2 separate regions of the Sus scrofa genome follow, and region 1 is linked to region 2. Evidence: chromatin contacts called from public Hi-C data. All regions are on one chromosome and are shown on one strand. The core of a region is the stretch at or near the end of the contact, and the rest is flanking DNA. Distances in the headings are between cores, read along the strand shown. Region 1 holds the start of MCCC1 (methylcrotonoyl-CoA carboxylase subunit alpha, mitochondrial). Region 2 holds the start of DCUN1D1 (DCN1-like protein 1).

Region 1 (3,517 bases), core at 20-2,519, 120 kb before region 2:
AGTTCAATCCCTGGCCTCATTCAGTGGGTTAAGGACCTGGCGTTGCCGTGAGCTGTGGTGTAGGTCGCAGACATGGCTTGGATCTGGTGTTGCTGTAGCTGTGGTGTAGGCTGGCAGTTGTGGCTCCAATTTGACCGCTGGTCTGGGACCCTCCATATGCCGGGGGTGTGACCCTAAAAACCAAAAACCAAAAAAAAAAAAAAAAGATATCTCATGATACCTTCTAGCACTTTTATGCTTTCACTTTTTTATATTTAATCACTTATCTCTCTCTTTTTTTTTTTTTTTTTTGTCTTTTATGTTAAGGTTGCACTCACAGTATATGGGGCTTCCCAGGCTAGGGGTCGAATCCGAGCTATAGCTGCTGTCCTACACCACAGCCACAGCCACAGCAACACCAGATCCTTAACCCACTGAGCGAGGCCAGGGATTGAACCTGTGTCCTCATGGATCCTAGTCAGATTTGTTTCATGTTAGTTCTCTCAATTCATTTCTTTGTTTTTATTTTTGCTTTTGCTTTTTAGGGCTGTACCCTGCGCAGCATATGGAGGTTCCCAGGCTAAGGGTGACTCAGAACTATGGCTGCCAGCCTACACCACAGCCACAGCAACACAGGATCAGAGCCACATCTGTGACCCACACCACAGCTCATGGCAATGCTGAATCCTTAGCCCATTGAGTGAGGCCAGGGATGGAACCAGCAACCTCTTGGTTCCTAGTCAGATTCATTTCAGCTGCACCACGATGGTAACTCCTTGATTCATTTTTTGTTTTTTATCTTTACTGATTTATTCTGCTTTCCTAATGTATCCTTCCTAAACCTTGAACTGGAGATTGATTCACTTTCACTATAAATTTCCTATAAGCCTGATTTGAGCTATAGCAAATAAGCATTTATATGCTGTGTTTTCAGTACTTTTATTTCCTTGATATCCTGCATTCAATTTGACTTTTTTTTTTTTTTTTTTTTTGATGCTCGGGTATTTTTAGAATTTCCCTTGTGGTACAGCAGGTTAAAGGGCTCAGCTCTAGTCACCGCTCTGGTGTCTGCGAACTTCCACAAAACGACAAAATACCAAAACCAAAAGAAATCTCAAGTGGTTTTAAACTTCTAGCTAAATTTTATTTTTTTGCCCCACCCCAGGCATATGGAAGCTCCTGGGCCAGGGATCGAACCCTCCCCACTGCTGCAACCCTACCGATGGGATTCTTAACCCGCTGAGCCACAAGCGAACGCCTTAAATTTAATTTTAGTTATTTATTTCATTCGTTCTTGAGATCACTAGAAAATTTGATTATCATGCTCTCCACCCCGTTTACTTTCCCCCACGACTCCGTCTCGCCCGCTTTCTCGCGGCTTTAAGGATAAAAGTCCGAAGGACGGTTCCAGAAAGAAGGATAGCCAAAAGCCTAGGGAAGACAGAACTCCGGGTTTTAGCTGACCCTTCCTCTCGTTGGTACAAGGGGCGGGGCGGAGGAAGCAGGATAACCCCGGGACACGTGGCCCGACCAATCGCCGCCACCGAAGCCCTCCTCGGTTCTTTGATTGGTTCTGGTGGAGACGCCCCCACCACACCACGGTTGGCCTATTGGTTTGCTTTGACCTGGACTGTGGCCGGCAGAAGACCACGCACTGGAGCAACCGAGGCAGGGTTTTGCAGTGAATGGGACGCAGCTGTATGTTTAGGAGCCAGCGGGCTGCGGGGCTGCAGGAACATGGCGGCGGCCTCTGCGGTGTCTGTGTTGCTCTTGACGCAGCGAGTCACGAGCTTGCTGCTGCCGCCGAGGTAACGGCGGGTGGAGGGGCCTCGGTTCCGTGTTGGGGCGGGAATGAACTCTAAAGCCCTGTGGAGGCGTGGAGGGACAGAGAGTCGACTGGGAGGAGGGGAGGACGGAAGGAAAATTCCGGCGCACTTGGGGAGTTTCTGCTTCATTCTCGGCCTAAGGAGGGAGACCCGCCCAGCCCTTCCTTTTCTTCTCCCTTCCACACAGCCACCCTTCAGCCTTCTGCCCGTTTTTGAGGAGGGGGGGAGTGGGGAGGCTGGGCCTGCTGTCTCCATGCTCCGCTCGCCATAGGGACAAGCGTAATGCTTACACGGCTCCTAACCTTTAACTTAGTGTTTTCGCTGAATTTCTTGTGTGGGAAGCGCTGTTATCATCGCGCTTTTTGGTGAAGTCCGAAAGCGTCGCGGCTCGCTCTAGTTTACACTAGTAGTAAGAAATGGCGCCAGGATGCCCTGAAGCCTCTTTATGTTCAGGGGAACACTTTTGGAGTTCTTTTTCTTTGCTGAAATGAATCAAGTTAACAAAAGCAAACTTATCTCCCAAAGGGCTGAGAGGGTGTTTGGCCAGAAGCTTTGTACACAAGTTTAAACAAAACTTTTAGATAATCACTCTAGCTAACCTGACTTCAGATCCGGTTTGTTTTATTTATGTATTTATTTATTTATTTAAGTCTTTTTAGGGCAGCACCCAGGCTAGGGGTGGAATCAGAACTGTAGCTGTCGGGCTACACCACAGCTCAGGGCGACGTTGGATCCTTAACCCGCTGAGCAAGGCCAGGGATCGAACCTGCGTCCTCATGGATACTATCAGGTTCGCTACCGCTGAGCCACGACGGGAACTCCCTCCAGATCCGTTTTAAAGTATAAGCTTCCGTGGTAATAACTTTGGCAGGGAAGATATCTTCAGTTTTCCAGGTAGCAGGCTTCTTTAGCTTCCTTTGCTTTCCCTTCCCTCCATGTCTCTCTCCTTTCCCTCTTTCTGGAAAGACAGTATAGCTTACTGCTAAGACTGCAGTCAGAAGGCAGGAGTCCTGCTCAGCTCAGCACTGGGTGTGTGAGCAACTTTGGGCAAGTTGCTTATTAGCTCAGGACTTTATCTAGAAAGAGGTGATGATATTAATTCTTCCTGCCCAGGAGCACGGGATAGCTTTCCATAGAAGCAACTTCTTAATGTTGTTTTTTAGCCATTATTTAAAATTAAAGCTTAGATAATGGTGGAAAATGGAATAAACAATCAGAACAGTGTTGGCATAGATTATAGCTAAGTGATGTGTGGGAGGTGGTGTGTGGGAGGGGCAGTATCTGGCTGTCTGCTGGTCTTTACTGGAAAATGGCAGAGGAAAACTAGTTCAGCAGTGTCCTTAAAACTTAATCAGAGTCTTAAGCTGGATTTACCAAGAGGCAGCCATTTTATAGACACAGTGCCCAGGACAGGCCTTGAATCTTATCAATAAACTATCTGAAGATTGTGATGGGAAGAGGCTATGATCCTCGATCTTCCACTGACGATCAGGAAAGTGAGGTCAGTTGATTGGAAAGATGTGGGAAAGCAGGAGCCTTCTGAAAAAACCATCTTGTGCAACTCAAGTGCCAGAGCTGTGGGTCTTCCCATGAGCCCTTGGCAGATGTCAGTGTCTGACTGAGTGTACATCATAGGTCTGTGAGTGTGTGATTGTCCACTCTAATAATCTGGCCTCCTGCATCTGTGCCCCGGTGAAGGCTAGTCCTGTTCA
Region 2 (3,684 bases), core at 1,050-3,549:
TACCTGGAAAGCCCTAACAGTGGTTAGCCTGTCCACCAGGGATAGCAGAATGAGAGATGGCAGGGTTGGATTGTTAAAATTGAAATAAGAGGTGCGCTTGTGGGGAAGGTAGTGGGAAATGCCAAGATGAGTATAGAGGTTATGAGGCTAGAGCTTTATATGCCATACCAAAGAGGCTCACATTTATGGAGACCAAGGAGAATTTTAAGGATGAAATTCAGGTTTGTGTTATAGAAAGAGAACTCTGGAGCAGTGGGAAAGAGTAGAGGCCAGAAAATTAGTTAAGAAGCTATTGAGGGAGTTCCTGCTGTGGCACAACAGGATCAGAGGTGTCGCTGGAGTGCTGGGAAGCAGGTTTGATCCCTGGCCTGGCACAGTGGGTTTAGGATCCAGCATTGCCACAGCGGCAGTATAGTTTGGAACTGCGGCTCAGATCTGATCTCTGGCTAAGGAACTCTCCATATGCCCCACGGTGGCCAAAAAAGAAAAGAGGCTATGTGTTAAACCAAAAAAACATTTAGTGAGCGATTACACTTAGAGGGATGAAATAGAAGGAATCGGGAATGACTCTTAGCCTTCCTCGCTTGGAAGATCTGGTAAAAAGACAGGAGGAAAGCAGGTTTGGGAATAAGGTTTTGGATTTGTCAAGACTGACAGGCCTGTGGAGTAACCAAAATTAATGTGTAGAAGTCAAGATTTAGGACTCTTCAAAATACAGGTAGTAGTTGACATTGTGGGAATGTGAGTGAGAACATGACACAACTTGTATACAGGAAGAGATTCAGGGATAGTTCTGGAAAGGCCACCATTTAAGAGCCAAAGAGAGCTAAACCAGCAGAGGGAAGTGGTCACAGACGAAGGAAGAAATGTAGAAGAAAGTGGAATCATGGAAAATGATGGAAAGGAAATTTAAGGAGGAAATAAATGTTCAAATGCAGAAGCAAGGGCAAGTAGAATAAGAACTAAGAACTGTTTACTGGAGTTGGCAATTAGGAAAAAGAGCTTGAGTTGTAGACCCATGAGCTATTACGTCAATGAGGTATGACAGTGCGGGGAAAGAGATATCGAGAATCCTCTTCCTTTAGACCATAGATGTTAGTTGATCTTTCAGGTCAAATGCTAGGTGAATACCTGGAGAACATCCAGGGATATGGTCCAGCTTCAGGCTTGCTGCATGAGGCGTATCTGTCTTATTCTGACTGAGCTGTTTACCCAGAGCCTAGCAAGGAGATTGGTACATTAGTATAAGCACACTGAAGGCTGGTGAAAAGAATGGCTGTGTGGTTAGTGGTGGCCAGGGGTCTGTCTTGGTAGAGTCCTGGGAGCTCCTGATACATGGCTGCTCCAGGAAGGGTTAGGAGGTCCCCAGGGATTGCCAAAGAAGGTCTGTGGCTTTCATAAGAATTTTAAAGCTGTGAAGTTATAGAGTTGATCTGGCAGCTTATGCCAGTATTGGGGTGATAACAGGTGAGGGTGATACCACTTCCACTCAGGTTGGTTCTGTTCTGAAACACATAGATCTTTTCGCTCAATGTTAGATCTGCTTTTCTGATGTTTGCTTTATTATCTATTTTCTTATTTCCTTCCCTCGTGCGTGAAAGTGTCTCATCTCTCCAATTATGTCTTAAGGGCAGGGACTATTCCAAAGAGTCTTTTATACTCCCTGCAGCACATACTTGTCCACTGACCCCCAGCAGAGAATACTGGTATCCTCAGCCTCACCAGACTTAGAAGATTAGGTCAAGCCTCACATCAACCCTTGGTTTTAAAAAGAAAAGTTTACTTCCCAAAACTTATCCTAGGAAGGTTTAACTAAGTGGATATTTAGGTGCCAATGGTGGCAGGCATGGGGCCCTGAATCCTCAGTCCTCCTCACCTGGTACCCTAGGACCATCCCACTGGTCTTCCTGTGGACATAGGTCTGGGAAGAGCCTGTGCCATACTAAAGGGCATTACGGCTCCCACATGGCTAGACTAAGGTCGCCCATGGCATGTCCGCGTGGGCGACCTGATGAAGTCCATACTGGAACGATGGAGTTGGAGGGAGGGTGGAGAGAAAAAAAACATTGGGGTGGAGGTGTTTTCACTCTTCCTTTTTTGGGGGGGTGGTATTGATGTTGAGGGGAGGTTTGGCATGGATCTAGCGCCTCAGTCCTGGCCCTTCCAGTCGTCCCCAGTTGCTCAAGTTATGGGCCATCGCTCTTCCCCTCCTCCCGCCCGTGCATACCCAGCCCTGGCCGTCGGACGGAGGAAAGAGCGCGTAGGAAGCGGAGGTGGTGTCCCCCGGCCTCCCACCCCATTAGAGACCGCCTGGCGCGGCGGGAGGATGTCCGCGCGCGCAGCGCGTGCGTCGCCCTCCTGCCCCGCCGCGCCCCCCGCCGGGGAGGGGGGACCCCGCGCCCGGGGGAAGCCCCGCGCGGGTCGTCCGCTGCCCGCCCCAGTCCCTCCGCCTCCCGGAGGCCCGGGGCTGCCTCCTCGGGCCGCGCCGGGGCTGCCCCGCACTGCGCATGAGCGGGAGCCCGGCAAGCCCGTGAGAGGAGCCGCCGCCGCCGCCGCCGTCCATTCGCTGCGGAGTCGGAGGAGGAGGGGAGAGGCCTGGAGGACACCAACATGGTGAGGCACTGCGGCCGCCCGCCCCGCCGGCTGGCGGCCGGCGCAGCCGCGCACCCCCGCCCCAGCCGCCCTCCGCCCCGTGGCGACCCCGCCGCCCCGAGCCTCGGCCCGCGGCCTCCGTCCCGCTCCCCGGCAGGGCTCTCCTCCCCGCCTCTCCCTTCCTCCTTCGCCCCTTCCCGCCCGGGCGCCGCCGCTACGCGAGAGCCGAGGAGGCGGAGCGGAGCCGGGCCTAGTCGGGAGCCCCGGAGAGTTTAGGGCGCGGGGAGCGGCCCCCAGTGCCCCTCGCCCGGGGCCCGGCGCGGCGAGGGGAGGCGTTGGGGCGGGGGGAGGGGATGGGGCAACGGCCCTGCCCCTGCCCGGCCCCCTCGCTGGCTCCATTGTGTCTGGCGGGGGACCGGGGTCCGGGGTTCCGGCTGAGGAGCCTCCCCCCCGCCCCGGAGCCGGGGCTTCCCCCTCCGCCCCGCCGGGGAGAAGGAGAAGACTTTCCCGGCGCTCTTCTCCCTCCTCCGCTCCGGCTTCAACACCCTTCAAGTCTCCAGGCAGTTTTGCTTGGGGCGGGGTAACAGCCCTCTTCCTTTCTCCATCACCTCTCAGCGCGTCCCATGCTTTTGGAAAATGGGAGTTTCACTGGCTAGTTGGTGAAGGTTATATTTACGTCTCTGCTGAGACCATGGGAGACCGCGGAGCTGGGGGACGTGGGGGGAGGGGGGGTACGGAAGTGCAACCTGTTCTTATTTTATAAAATTAGGAGAAGCAGACTTGCTACCTTTTGAGCACGTATTTTATGTACTTGGGGTGGGAGGAGTAATTCCTTTATTATACCAGTTAAAGACCATTTGTGATTTTTAAAAAACAGTTTGTCAAGTTATTTCCCTCTCCTTTTTTTTTCTTTTTTGTTTGGAAAATGTCTAACAAGCTTAAAGACGTGGTATTTAAGTTATCTGTTTACATTTTGGTAATTGTGTACCTGACTCTTGGACTTTAGTTTTTGAGAAGCGATGTTTAGCATTATATCTGAGCATGAGTGGAATTCCATGTAGGATACTGTATGAATAGACAGTAAAAATGATA

The links. Hi-C and Micro-C count contacts between places; a contact is called where the count stands out from the background.
Region 1: a contact with region 2 is called in a Hi-C map of skeletal muscle, with 5 times the contacts expected there. The contact joins the promoter of MCCC1 here to the promoter of DCUN1D1 in region 2. A contact is called at or near these places in 2 of 47 Hi-C or Micro-C datasets (heart right ventricle and skeletal muscle) and 1 of 2 datasets of contacts at active chromatin or transcription factors (alveolar macrophages).

What each region holds. Positions count from the first base shown.
Region 1 is chr13:121,068,447-121,071,963 of Sscrofa11.1, reverse strand. It overlaps MCCC1 (methylcrotonoyl-CoA carboxylase subunit alpha, mitochondrial), which reads left to right and starts at 1,269. Exons shown (of 19, transcript XM_021069887.1): 1 at 1,269-1,787. The coding sequence starts at 1,717.
Region 2 is chr13:120,949,440-120,953,123 of Sscrofa11.1, reverse strand. It overlaps DCUN1D1 (DCN1-like protein 1), which reads left to right and starts at 2,299. Exons shown (of 7, transcript XM_003358695.4): 1 at 2,299-2,613. The coding sequence starts at 2,611.